Linked DNA regions of Mus musculus: region 1 is linked to region 2. The links are chromatin contacts, called in public promoter capture Hi-C maps. All regions are on one chromosome and are shown on one strand. The core of a region is the stretch at or near the end of the contact, and the rest is flanking DNA. Distances in the headings are between cores, read along the strand shown.

Region 1 (7,182 bases), core at 826-3,325, 230 kb before region 2:
TTTGTTTGTTTGTTTGGTTGATTGATTTAAGCTTATTTCATTTACCATAATGTCCTCAACTTTCGTCTGTGTTGTAACATGTGACAAGTTCCCTATAAGACAGAATAATATTCCATTGCACATGGATACCACATCTTACTTATTCACTCATCCTTGAGTGAATGAGCACCTTGGCTGGTCCACTCTTTGACCATTGCAATATGAACAATGCTATGAACATGGGCTCATGTTTGTGGTGACTTTTAATCTTCTAAAACTATTTTTGTCAAATGTGACCTACTATATATATTTTTTATTTCTTCCTCATTTGATCTCAGAGTGGGCACCTCTTACCAAAGATCAGGAAGATAGCCACTTTCCTCTCTGGTCCAAGGCTTTTGGCCTTCACACGATTTATAATATCACAGACTTGTCAATTTCATATGACTTTGAAGTGTCTTAATAGGGACTCTGGAGTTATGTATCATTTTACATGCACAATACTTAAACTCTTAGTTTCAAATCTTGAGGGAAAAATAATATAAGGTTTAGCACAATTCAAGGCTAAGTTTCCCTTGTGCCTGTTTGATTTTTATGGCCTAATCAGTTAGCTCTTATCCATTTTTTCCCTCTATCTTTGACCTCAGTGATATCTTTACTCTATGTTCACTCCTTAAGCTTACTAACATCTCTTCCCTGCCTTATCTGTTTTCTTCCATTTACCTATTATTGCACCCATACCACTCTGCTTTTTATAATTCATGTTCCCTGGTGCAAGACCTGATTACATTCTCTTCCAAATTACTTACTTCTTTCTGACACCCAGGTGTTTGGTTGGCTGGTTGGTTTTGGTTTGTTTTTCACAACAACTTAAAAGACTATTATTTTTCTGTGTGAGAGTGCTCAGTACATATGTCTGTTCACCCTGCGTGTGCAGTGGTCAGAAGAGAATGTCAAATCCCTTGGGACTGGAGTTCTAGGTAGTTGTGAACTCCATTTGGGTGCTGGAATTGAACACTGGTTCTTTGGCAGAACAGCCAGTACTCTTAACTATAGAGTCACCTCTCCAGCCTCATTCCACTTCAACTTTTGATGGAGTCTTTTTATCCTTCAGTTCATATACATTTTTCTTATAAGAATTGTCTTGAAATTAATCAAAGTTTCATTAGTTTTTAAGGAAAATTACAACTTATAAACTTTCTTTCTATTTATTTTTGAATAAAAAGTCATTTTAAAGTTTTCTATTTTAAGGTTATTTTATTTTATGCATTTGAATGTTTTGCCTGTATGTATGTATGTATGTATGTATGTATGTATGTATGTGTGCTACACGCATGCCTGATACATGAGGAGGAGAGAAGAGTGCATCTGGTTCCCTGGAAATTTGAAGTTAGGGATGGTTGTGAGCTACCTTGATGATGCCAGGAGTCAAACTTGGCAAAAAGTGAGTTAAACTTCTGAGCTGTCTCTCCACCCCCTGACATTTTCTTTATAAAAATAGCATGGGCTCTGAAAACTTGAGCCTCTTTGTTATTAAACAAAGGACATACAAAGTTAATCTCCACTCAGCATTTTGCTAAGCAAGTGAATAAAGGACTATTTGGCTTGTATCCCTGAATACAGGCTTCACAGCGCTGGGGCCTCGAACCCATAGCCTCATGCATGAGAAGCGCACTCTCTACCACTAAGCTCTCCCCCTAGCATAATGGCTGTGGAATTCAAAGGGGCTTAGAGACCCGAGATAATTACGTGGGTGGCTTAAGGGGAGGCATCTGCCTGCTGCAGATAAAGAGGCACTGCCTTGACTCAGCCTCAGATAGACCGTGAACGAGCAAACTGAAATTGTTAATTAATTAACTCAACATGAAAAGCTGATGATCAGCCTGTGCAGGGTGTTAGGCTACATGCAGGGTAGCTGAAAGGGTGAGAAGCATTCTTTCTTGTACATCCAGAGTGTGAGACCCAAAGAGCCGGGAAGCAGGATCCTACCACTGCCCTGAAGAAGACGACATGTGCTGCAGGTATGCATAGAGATGAGCTTTCACAGTCTCTGGATCCGGGGATGTTTCTCTGTCTACCCTCTAACAGGAACAGACTGTTAGCCATATGCCTTAGCTCCCTGGGGATTGTCAGCAGTTGCTCCAGCCCAGGCTTTGGTGTACCTTCACGTGCTGTCATCTTTCTGCTTTGCACTATTGAGCTTAAGTCTTGGCCTCACATTCTTCTTCCTGGGCCCACTTTTTTGGAACCTGACCTCGATCGGCTTCCTGCCTTGTGGCTTCACTAATCTCACTTTCCTGCAATATAGTACATCTTTATTTCTCCTGACAGTCTGAAAAGCCACAGGCTTTGGAGTAAAGCAAGCTTTGCTCAAATCCCCAAGCCTTACCTTACTCACTGTGTGGTTTTAGACAAATGATCTAAACCGAGAAGGACTTTACTTTCTTATGTGCCACATGGGGATAATTAATGCATGCGATTTGAGGTGGTTTCAGCATTTCAATTAAATGAGATTTTATATGATGCTCGTAGTCAAGTGCACAAACAGAGTGATTACCATTTCTTAATATGAGGTCCTTCCCTGTGGATCAGAGGTCTCCTAAACCCAGAGACTTATTACATATCGTCTGGTTTCAGTCCGACTTTATCCTTCACTGAGAACACTTTTTACTTAAGTATTTGAAGGAGTTCTGAGCCTTAAATGCCTTGTCACCCGTTGCACGGAGTTTCTTGGGAGAATAAATGTCTTCAAGCCAGCTGCTGAGATGACTACTCTCTGCTTCCTGACTTGTACGGTCCACACTTTCTAGGAGTTTCTCTCTCATGTCTCACCCACTCATCACCACAGCAACTATGGCTTTATTAGAGGCAGAGCTGGTTGGTGCCTTTGCTCAGGGCCCCATCATCCTGACATTTCTCCTGCATGGAATCCCTTCTGCCTCTGCCTCTGGCTGCCTTCACCGTTACCTCTCTTTCTTAAGAAGGAGGCTTCCTCGACGATCGACGGCGGCACATGCCTTTAATCCCAGCACTTGGGAGGCAGAGGCAGGCGAATTTCTGAGTTCGAGGCCCGCCTGGTCTACAGCGTGAGTTCCAGGACAGCCAAGACGACACAGAGAAACCCTGTTTCAAAAAAACCAAAAAAAAAAAAAAAAAAAAAAAAAAAAAAAAAAAAAAAAAAAAAGGAAGGAGGCTTCCTGAGCTGTTCATTGTCAGGGAATTAACTCTCAATGGTCACACCCTAACTCTCTGAGCAGGAGAATTGCGAATGTGGGCCCTCTGAGCAGAATAGAGGCAGTGGGCTGCTTCACCCTCACCCAGTTTCCTCTGAACACCATGTTTTATAATTCACTTCCTCTGTCCTGACCCCACCCCTACTAATGAGGAGGTGAAGAACCTTTGTAGTTTTGAGGGCCTGTGGTTTATAAACCTAGCTAAATATAGACATTTGGGGAGCTGGAATACTAAGAATACTATACTTCACTTCAATAGAACTTAAGAAACTACAGAAATACAGAAAAATATTTTTAATGTAAAATATTAAACCTAAGTATTGAACAGAATATTTACCTATATCTGTCATCTGTCTTTCTGTCCATACATCTCCCTCTTATTGAACCACTAGAAAAAATATTACAGGACATTTCTACCACTCCATAAGATTCTTCTGTGGCCAGTTATAGTCTACATGTAAGATAACCACTATTCTGACTTCTGTCATCATCAGATAGTCTTGCCTTTCTTTTGGGCTCTTTTCAAAAGAGCTTGCTTTAGCCACTATATGAATGGGATCTTAGAGTATGTATTCTTTTGTCTTTGGATTTTCAGCTTGTGAGTCATTTATGTTACGGTATTTGCTAATAGTTTTTATTTGCACAGAACTGTATTTTCTACACGTGCTTGAATGTATTTATTCAATCTGTATTTTTTTGAGAACTCCAATGTTTCCATTTTCACTGTTATAAATAAGGCTGTAATAAATATTCTTGTACCTGACTGAACGTGTACTCATGTTTCTTGGGTAGATACCTTGGTGTGGAATTGTTGGGGTCTAGAGCAGGCATATTTCATCTACAAGACTTTGCAACAGGTTGATGATTTTATCCTCGCACCAGCAGTGTGCTAAGGCTTTCATTTGCTCCATATCCCCAGCAACATTTGGTATTTCTGTATGTGTAGTAATATTTCACTGTGGTTAAAAGCATTTTAGAAGAGGGTATAGGAGGAAGGTAAAAGCCAGAGGCAGTGGATGACTGTAAGGACATCTCTGGACATAGTGAAGTAGCTACATGTACAAACCTTTACAGCACTCACAAGACCTGTGTAAACCCAAACCAGACCAAATCTCAAGCAGGAGAGGGGGTTGGGTACAGAGTCCCATCCCAAGCCTGAATAGATTTGCAATTGTTAGCTCCTGGGAGAGAATGGGCCAGCTTTCTCTAATGTAGCCCCTTGGTAAGACAGGTACTCTCCAGTAAAAGATTATACACTCAAGAATATGTGGTGCAGCAAACACTGATCCCGGGGAGTTTAAAAGGGGGCATCATGACATTGGCCAGATAAGGAAATAACTCAGCAAGGACTGGAGATGTTGAATATGATGGAAACATGTTGTATGTTTGAAACTCTCAAAGACCTAATTTCAGAGAGAGGATGTGTGTTAGCTCCAGGTAGAGGCGATTGCAAATGCAAAAGATTGTGAGTCAGATCTGAACAGGGCATGCTGGGAGAGCAGATCTTTTGATGTGCCTGCACTGAGGAATGAGGAAGTTGGTATAAGTGAGGGAAGCCAGCAGGGCAATAGCATATAGCGAATAGTGTTCTACTGTTAGGAATATGCAGCCCTGAAAGATTTTGAGAGTCAAAGCATGATCTGATGCCCTTATTTAGGTGACTTTACATGCGTTACATCATGAGCAGATGGCAGTGAGTTCAGCTGAAGTACAAAGCTTGGTTCAACTGTTGCAGGTCAGATGGACACTGCTTGTGGTTTTAACCGGTAGCTGGCTGATGAGGTAGAAGAGAATGGCTCTGAGTTGAATTTACAGAGAGTCATGGCAGTATTTGCTAACTTCAAGGGTTGGGGATCAGAAATGGGGATGATAAGGATCTTGGGTGGAGTGATGCTTATGAGAAAGGCTTTGGGAGAAACTCTTTGGGGACTGTTGAAATGATGAAACTTCCTTTTGACTTGGTCTATTTTGTGTTCCTGTATCAAAATGCCTCCAGCTGAATAATTTATAAAGAAGCTTTCTCTCTGTGGTTCTAGAGATGGGGAATCTTGGAATCAAGATCACAGGACCGCATCTAGCAGGAGCCTTTGTACCATGTCATCAAGGCTGAGGGCTCTGCATGGGGAGGGAAGGACCATCATCTTACCCTTGTTATCTGCCAAAGGTCCCACTCTGTATATCACTGTACGAATTCAGAGATTAAATTTCCAATGCTTGAGTCTTTGGGGACATATTCAAGACTAAGCATCTCTCTGAAGAGTATGTTGAAATCCCAGCCTCCACACCTATGAGTCTGATCTCACTTGTAAACAGGACTTTTGCTGATGTAATTACAGAGGTTCTTAATCCAGTCCCACAAAGGCTTATGCTAACAAATGGAGAGGTGAACGGAGGGATTTACAAGCACAAAGAGAACTGTTGGGGTGGAGAAAGTTACTATCAGGATGGCTTTGGTCAAATTTCACTGTGAAGGCTGGTAAAGATATGAAGCAGTGGCTGGGGAGGGGGCTGCGGGGTAAAGGGGAAGTTGCATTTAAGGTTGTGAGCATTGGGATAAGTTCCGCTGTGGATGAGTTTATTGAGGAAAGAAATCGGTGCTTCGAGGAGGAGAGGGATAAGCTGGAGATGAACGGAGGTGGATGTTAGGCTGCAACAGTGACAGGGGCAGACAGTTCACTTACCAAAAACGCAGGAAAGACACAGAGGAGATGAATGCAAGTGCCCTCTTGCATTCCTTCCCACTCAGACTTCTCTAGGCAGGAGAAGGGCAAAGTCAGAAACGGAAGGGTACAGAAAGCAGAAAATGCTGGAGCTCTCAGGTGCCCTGGTTAGGGTTACTGTTGCAGTGATGAGACAGAGTGACCAACGGAAACTTGGGAAGGAAAAGGTTTATTTGGCTTACGCTTTCATATGATTGTTTACCATGTATGGAAATCAGGACAGGTACTCAAACTGGGCCTGAACATGGAGGTAAGAGCTGATGCAGAGGCCATGGTGTGTGTGTGTGTGTGGGGGGGGGGGGGGTCATGTGCTGCTTCCTAGATTGCTCTACATGGCTTGCTCAGCCTGCTTTCCTATAGAACCTAGGGCTTCCCACCCAGGGTCTCCCACCCCAGGTGACCCCACCCACAATGATCTAGACCCTCTGACAGCAATCGCTAACTAAGAAATTGTTCTACAGGCTTGCCTATTGCCACTCCTCAAATCAAAGAGGAGACTCCTTCCTCTCCAGTGACTCTAGCTGTGTCAAGCTGACATAAAACCAGTCAGCACACCAGGTTACACTCCATAAAAAGTCTGGGAACTGTATTGTGTGATGGTGATGGGGCCTGACTTGTGGTTCTTACCTCTAGAAAATGCCAAAAAGACGCAGAGTTGATTGAAAGAATACAGGCCTTTACAGATCTAGACACACCCTTTGTCTATACATGCTTTTTTTTTTGTCTATCTATTCATTAAATATCTTTCAGTCAGCCAATGAAGAAGAGTCTAGTAGTTTTCTCTTTCTTTTAAATGTATAACTGATGAATGAACTAGAAATTTTAAGTAATTTGTCTTAAATCACACAGCTAATAAAAAATGAAACTGATTTTTTTTTTTTTTTAGACAGGGTTTCTCTGTGTAGCCCTGGCTGTCCTAGAACTCACTCTGTAGACCAGGCTAGCCTCGAACTCAGAAATCTGCCTGCCTCCCAAGTACTGGGATTAAAGGTGTGCACCACCACTGCCCGGCTGGAACTGAGATTTTAATCCAGATGGTCAATGTAACCTCCCCAACCCCTACTCCCACCGCTGACAGAGGATACCCCCCACACACATATACACTTGTTATATATGACAGTCCTTAGTACTAGGTATCATTTTCCACTGCCAGACTCACTTGCTTAGATTTGAATGACAATGACAACCACTTATTGAGTTAACATGTCTAGTTAGGGTCTTAACCATTTTATATGAGTTGATTAATTTAG
Region 2 (6,959 bases), core at 3,121-5,620:
TACAAAAACAAAAAACAAAAAAGAAACAAACAAAAAGGTCATATTTAATTGGGAGCAACTTGAGTAAAGTTTGAGAGGTTAGTCCATTATCTTCATGGCAGGAAGCATGGCAGCAGGAAGGCAGTCTTGGGTCTCAGAGCTTACATGCTAATAACACAGATAGATAGATAGATAGATAGATAGATAGATAGATAGATAGAGACTGGCATGAGCTTTGGAAACCTCAAACCCCACCTGCCAGTGACACACTTCCTCCAACAAGACCACACTTTAATACAACAAGGCCATACCTGCTAATCTTTCTCAAACAGTTCCACCAACTGGGGACCAAGCATTCAAACACGTGAACCTATGGAGGCCAATCTCATTCAAACCACCACACATATTTTCACCTAGGCAACTTTAATAAATAATATTATGAGGTGGCTTATGGAATTCATGGTATAGTTGTACAAGCAAACAAGATAAAAAGTCAAAAAATTCAAAGGATTTGGGATATATACTTTGAATTTAAATATGGTTTAATATATTATTTGTGTGGTGTGTGTGTGTGTGTGTTTCAGAAAAGAGATTATATTCCTTTATTGATGGTTTAGATAGACTTAAACCAGATCTCTGATATAAAGGGCTCATTTTCTCTGCCTATATCCAGTGGAATTTTCCTTTTTATTCTGCTTCAGTTTGAGGGGATAAGATGTATTCAATATACAATCCCTTATCCAAGTATGGGCTGTATATAAATGTGTGTGTGTGTGTGTGTGTGTGTGTGTGTGCGCACACACACACACACACACACACACACACACACGCTCATTTGACTAAAGGGAAGAATTGTTGTTTTGGATAAACAAGCTCATGAAAGGAGATGTTGGGAATTGAGAAGAGAGAGGGCATTAAGCAGATGACCCCAATACTAACGTTGAAGGGACAGAAACAGGGGAGAGAGTCAAGGAGACTAACAAGAAGCGGTTACATGGAAAGGAGAAAAAAGAAGAGTACTTGTTATAAAGCCAAAGGATGAATGCTTCCCTATCCATGAATCAACTGAGCTGAACAAAGTCAATAAGCACATTAAGAGACAAAGCCTACTAGATTGGCTAACAAAGACACCACTATTAACAAAGACACTTGATTATGATGTTTGATGTCTAGGATATTTGATTATAACTTTACAAATAAAACAATGAGCATTTCCATGAAATAGAGTGAACTTTCCCACCTTTTGATATATATTCTCATATAGCACAATGTGGCTGAAACTATGTAGCTAAGGATAATGACTTACTGGTCCTCTGGCCTCTATCTTTAAGTGTTGAGGTCACAAGCACACAGCCCAGGCTGATGTGCTTATTTATTTATATTTATTTGAGATAGGACCTTACTATATATATCAGATTAGTCTTAGCCTTGGTTGTGGTTACTCTTAGTCTTCCACATGCTGGAATTATAGGCATGAGCAACTGTTGTAAACATATTTATTTATTTATTTTTATTGTACACTATATACTTTATATATATAAACTATATACATATACTGTACTGGCTAGTTTTGTGTCAATTTGACACAGGCTAGAGTTATCACAGAGAAAGGAGCTTCAGTTGGGGGAATGCCTCCACAAGATCCAGCTGTAAGGCATTTTCTCAATTAGTGATCAAGGGGGAGGTCCCCTTGTGGGTGGAACCATCCCTGAGCTGGTAGTCTTGGGTTCTATAAGAGAGCAGGCTGAGCAAGCCAGGGAAGCCAGCCAGTAAGGAACATCTTTCCATGGCCTCTGCATCAGCTCCTGCTTCCTGATCTGTTTGAGTACCAGTCCTGACTTCTTTTGGTGATGAACAGCAATGTGGAAGAGTAAGCTGAATAAACCCTTTCCTCCCCAAGTGCTTCTTGGCCATGATGTTTGTGCAGGAATAGAAACCCTGACTAAGATATATATATATATGGAAATAAACTTGTGTAAAGTTAAAGAAGAATGGTAAAAATAAAACCTATACCTGAACAAGAGCATCGCCAGTACATATGTTAATGAAGAAAGCTCACAAGACTTCAACCCTAGACAAAGAACTACAGGCATACGGGCAAATACTTGTTGAGAGCAGGAGAAACTATCTTCCCCAGGGAAGCAAACCATCAGGTTATCCAAAACCAAATGGTCAGCCCTAAAATATATATAGGCAAGTAATGTTCAGACTAAGCAGGTGTGTACGTAGGAACACACACACACACACACACACACACACACACACACACCAATTAAAAGCAAAGAGGCTATGGATAAAGAAAAAAGACCTCCTGCCAGCATTCAACCTTGACCTGCCAATTTGGAGAGTGCACATAACACCCCAAGCCTGCTCAAGCCTTCTAATGATTGATGGAGCTCCTAATGGGAGCTATTTTATCTTCAACATCAGTAAAAATCCTAATCCACAACCATCAAGACAAGCTTTTCTCAGAACCCTCACCCACTGCAAAATGTCTATGTTAAGGAATTGAAAAAATCAGCATCTAAAATGGACAGTTGTGTTATAGAGAAACAAAAACAGATGGTGGTGTTTGCTTTAGGCAGGTATCTTCAGGAACTCATTCATTCTCTCTGGGTACATGCACATGTGTTCACATACATGCTTATATGTGCAGATATGCCCCATGCCAGTCAGGGTATGATGTATGGAATCTTTCTCTATGGCTCTCTGCCCTATTTCTCCAGTGGATCAGAAGAAGTTCACTGCTGGCTAACTAACCAGGGAGCTCTTAGGATCCACCTGTTCCTGACCACCAAAGTGTGCACAGCTATGGAAAGCATTAGTACAGGCACTAAGGAGGTTGAACTCGGGCCCTTGTGCTTGCAAAGTAAGTTTTTCTATCCACAAACACATCTCCCCGTTCCATCATTCATCCAGTTTTTATATATGTTGGGGGTATGAGAACAAACAAGATAAAGGGGAAACAAAGCCAGGGTGAGAGGGGCACAAATTTTATTTGAAGAGCCAATAGAATGTAGATGAGTTCTCTCTATATATAAAACATAAGCAGATTAACACAATGGAGATCTGCCACCCAAATGGCATGACTACTCCTTATAGGAAGAAGGGAAGAAGAGAGGAAAGGAGGGAGGCAAACAAGGGAGGAAGGAGGGAAGGAAGGAAGGAATTAAGATATGTAAGAATCCTCTGACATTTCTATTTTCCCCCAACGTCTTTTTGGGAATATCAATTATCAGATTCATTTTGCCCCTTTCTTCTTAATTGCTCCACTTGTTGTTTAATGCAGCAATGATAAAACACTCTTTATAGACACAAAGATCCATTTTCTAATGCAAACATTTTCATCACAGAACCCCTGGGTCCCAGTTATCGAGCAGTAAATCATTTCAGCTTCCAGGCACTGGTGTTGTCCTGGGCGGGGCTGGGGGGGTGGTTCTTGTTAAGCCAAGCTGCCTTTGATAAGTGCTACTCTGTTAATAGTCCTTGAAGCCTGATGTAAACATTCACTTTACTAAGAAATCCCGCAGTCCCTGGGAGGTAATACAATCGGGGGTGGGGGTGGGGGGGCAGACAGGAGATTCTTGCAGACCGGAAGGCCTCTGGCTGAGTGTCCATTTCCTTTTTACACACACATATCCATTCCTTCGTTCACACACGCATACAAAGACCCAAGTGATTGATTCTGATCACGGAGAAGGATCAAACCTATGAGGAGTGATAATTTTCCAGGTCAGAAGGGGAGCACGCTGCATATTTACAAGCACTTCAGTATATTTAAGAATTGACCTCGGGCCACTCGCATGGAAGACCATTGTCCAGCACAGCTGCCCTTTTGGCAAATGAAGGTGCAGGCAAAGCAAGGTACTGGAGATTATTTTTTACAATAATTTATTATAAATGTCTGAAGAGGAGACATTCGAAGTGATTGCTAGACACGCATGCTTATTTAATTGCAAATTTAAATGAAACAATTAAGCCCTGTGTCACCAACAGGTCGAGTGTCGCTGGAAGCTCATAATTTGAAGGAAAAAAAAAAAGTTCTATCCAACAGCATTCTCCGAAAGTGTTTGAGTTGTTATCTTGGGAAAAAAATTGTATTGCATTCATGGTATTATCCTTGGCGTTGGGATTAACTTTTTAAATTATATATTTAGGACAGAGTAAGAGAACTATTCATTTTGTGTATGGAGGCGTCTGAAGACTTTAATCTGGCCTTAGACAAAAGAATCCCACGCAAGCCTGTGCCTGTAGTCTTCAGAGCACGTCTAGTCTACCAGACCAGCTTGGATGTGAGAGCTTCCACCAGTTTCCCAGCAACAACGACGCGACCCCGCCCCTTCTCAGCCCCTGCCTACCTTATTAACTTAGTGGGGCGGAGCTAGAGTCCAGTGCCCAATATAAGGAGAGCAGAGGCAGGAGGGCCTGGCATCCCCGTCGCTAGGGAAACAGACGCTGCAGCTGGCAACACGCGATGCCCGGCGCCAAGGAGCAGGCAGCGCTGGCGGAGTCTGGGGACGAGGAGCCTGGAGACCCGAGGCTGCGGCTTCTGGGGACTTTTGTGGCTCGGAGCCTGCGTCCGGCCGCGGGCACCTGGGAGCGCTGTGCAGGCACAGCCGAGGCGGGGAGGCTGCTGCAGGCCTTCCTGGATCACAACGCTGCCTCGGATCCGCGGCCACTGCTGGTGGTTCAGTCCGGGCCCGGGGGCCTGGTGGTGACACCCGGTCTAGACGCAGGACCAGAGCCCAGCCGAGCTCGCGCCAAGGGGCTCTTTTTCTTGCGCACTAAGTCCGAGCCTCCGGGAAATCACAGCCTCCGCGGCACGGTGCTCTGCGGGGACCTACCCGCGGTGCCACTGGAGCACCTGGCCCCGCTGCTCTCAGAGGTGAGGGTGGGTGGATGGCCCCTTGCTAGCAGAGGCTCGAAGTCTAAGGGAGGGAAGGGGGAAGAGGGGCGTGTGCATGAGGGGCGGGGTCAAAACCAAAGAGGTGGGGCGACGCTGCAGAGGGATTGGTACGTGGGCGGGGTCACAGGAGGAGTCTGTGGTGGAGTCTGAAAGAAAAAGGGCTGAGATTGGAGCACAGCCTGGGAGGGAGTGGAAGGGCAGGGCTGCCAGTAAACCAAGACCCTGGTTGGTGATCTGCTGGGTGCCAGCTGGGGACAAGTCTGGGTGAAAGCCAGGCCACAATATGAACCAGCTTTGGGTCAGGGGGTTGGTTCAAGAGGAAGTCATAGTGTGAAGAATGCCTGAGTCCTGGCAGCTTTGTAAGTCATCACGCAAGGGCCAAGGACAAGAAAGTGGTGAATTTTGAGTTAAAGTTTGTCTGCTGGATGGGAAGGAGCTGCACTGCTTTAAATAGTATCTACCTTTGCAAAGAAGTTTAGAAGGAGGCGATTTGGTTTTGATTTTAATGTCCTTCATTTACCATGCAAACATTTATGGAACTGCCTTGGGCTGGCAGCAGTTGGGTATCTTTTGGTCAGCAGGCATTGGGAAGAATCTGTCCCACCTCTGGGAAAAGAGATACAGGTGGAGCCTCTGGGCCTTCAGAGCTCAGAGGATTTTCGCAATGGTAGTTAGATGAGAATCTTGAACCCATTAGACCTTCCCAAAGGAAGAAAGCTTTCCTGGTAGTTGAGTTGAGCACATGTGCTTCTAGAGGCTGGCCCTCTCTAGGTCTAGCCAGTTGTGAAAGGAGTGTGTGCAGATACTAGCTGTGTGGCGTTCTGTATGCTTAGTGCCCTGGAAACGGCACAGAAATGGAAAATAAATTCCCATCCATGAGATGCTTCCCAAACACACTCATCAGATCATGCGTTCAACGTATTTGAAACTGAAGACAGTGAGGGTGAACACTTCTCTAAAACTTTGGCCCTAGTGGTAAAGCCAGGACATGACTCTTCCTTGCTACATCTAATGTTAGCTCCCTAGTTGCTGTGAAAGGGGAAATCCCGAGGAGGAATAGGATGGATGGGCAAGCATTCAGAGTCTGGGGAAGCTAGGCTAGCATTAAGTGCTTTAATGGTTTTAAATTGAATAGTCTTATTACTGTGTTATGTTTGAATACCACCTGTACAGAAGTCCATCTGTAGGTCATGTCCCTGGTAAAGGATGATAGGAAATTGTCCTTGGCTTCAGAGGAAAGACAGATCCATGTAGTCTCAGGGGCTGCGGTAATCTTAGTGTTACATTGAGTTCTGATAAGGGAGAGGCAGTTAAGGGTACATAATGTTCTTGCAAAAGACCCATATCAGGAAGCTCACAACCACCTGTAGCTCCAGATCTGGGGGATTTGATGCCCTCTTCTAAACTCTATGACTATCTGAAGTCATATGTACATATACACTTATATAGGCACACATGGATATGTAGCCTTAAAAAATAAAATAAAATAAAAATAAAATAAAATGATTTTTTTAAAGGCTTAGAGACAGACACAAACTAGTCTGTGAAGAGGGTTGAGCACAACTCAGGACTACATAATCAAGGAAATCCAGCCCAGAAATCAACAGTAACTTTAGGAGCTGGAGAAATGACTTCCAGCTTATGAAACCACACTTCCATGGGAGCAGAGTTTGGTTCACAATACTCAAGTCAGGAAGTTCACAGCAGCCTCCAACTCCAGCTCTAGGAGATCTGACACCTTCTGTGTCCCATGGAAACCTACACACATGTGGCATACATGCACATAGACCATACATATATACATAAAATAGACAGTTTAAGAGATTTTCTCTTTCTCTCTCTCTCTCTCTCTCTCTCTCTCTCTCTCTCTCTCTCTCTCTCTCTCTCTTTCTTTTTTTCTTTTTTCTTTATCTATGTTTTGAGATAGATAATGTAGCCTCATGTAGCCCAGGCCAGGGTCTGACTTGCTATGTAGTAAGGATGACCTTTAACCCCCAATCCTCTCACCTCCACCTCCCAAGAGATGAGAGTACAGGTATGTAGCACAAAAATCCATGGGTTTTGTTTTTTGTTT

Evidence for each region. Promoter capture Hi-C pulls out the DNA fragments that hold promoters and counts their contacts.
Region 1: a promoter capture Hi-C map of hippocampal neurons shows a contact between it and region 2, with 3 times the contacts expected there. The contact joins the enhancer-like site here to the promoter of Dnah9 in region 2. A contact is called at or near these places in 4 of 39 promoter capture datasets (embryonic stem cells, hippocampal neurons, stem cell-derived epiblast-like cells and 1 more) and 1 of 9 other capture datasets (adipose tissue).

What each region holds. Positions count from the first base shown.
Region 1 is chr11:66,389,419-66,396,600 of GRCm38.p6, reverse strand. All of the region lies in intron 2 of Shisa6 (shisa family member 6), which reads left to right. Among named protein-coding and RNA genes, the nearest start is that of Gm45945, 120 kb to the right of the region's middle. Within about 2 kb of position 2,075, at least 3 of the 459 cell types and tissues checked have an H3K27ac peak or open chromatin away from gene starts, as enhancers often do. A contact at or near this core is called in hippocampal neurons, where this site is marked.
Region 2 is chr11:66,165,962-66,172,920 of GRCm38.p6, reverse strand. It overlaps Dnah9 (dynein, axonemal, heavy chain 9), which reads left to right and starts at 4,370. Exons shown (of 69, transcript NM_001099633.1): 1 at 4,370-4,864. The coding sequence starts at 4,454. It overlaps Gm12296 (predicted gene 12296), which reads right to left and starts at 4,886. Exons shown (of 3, transcript NR_153847.1): 1 at 4,338-4,886.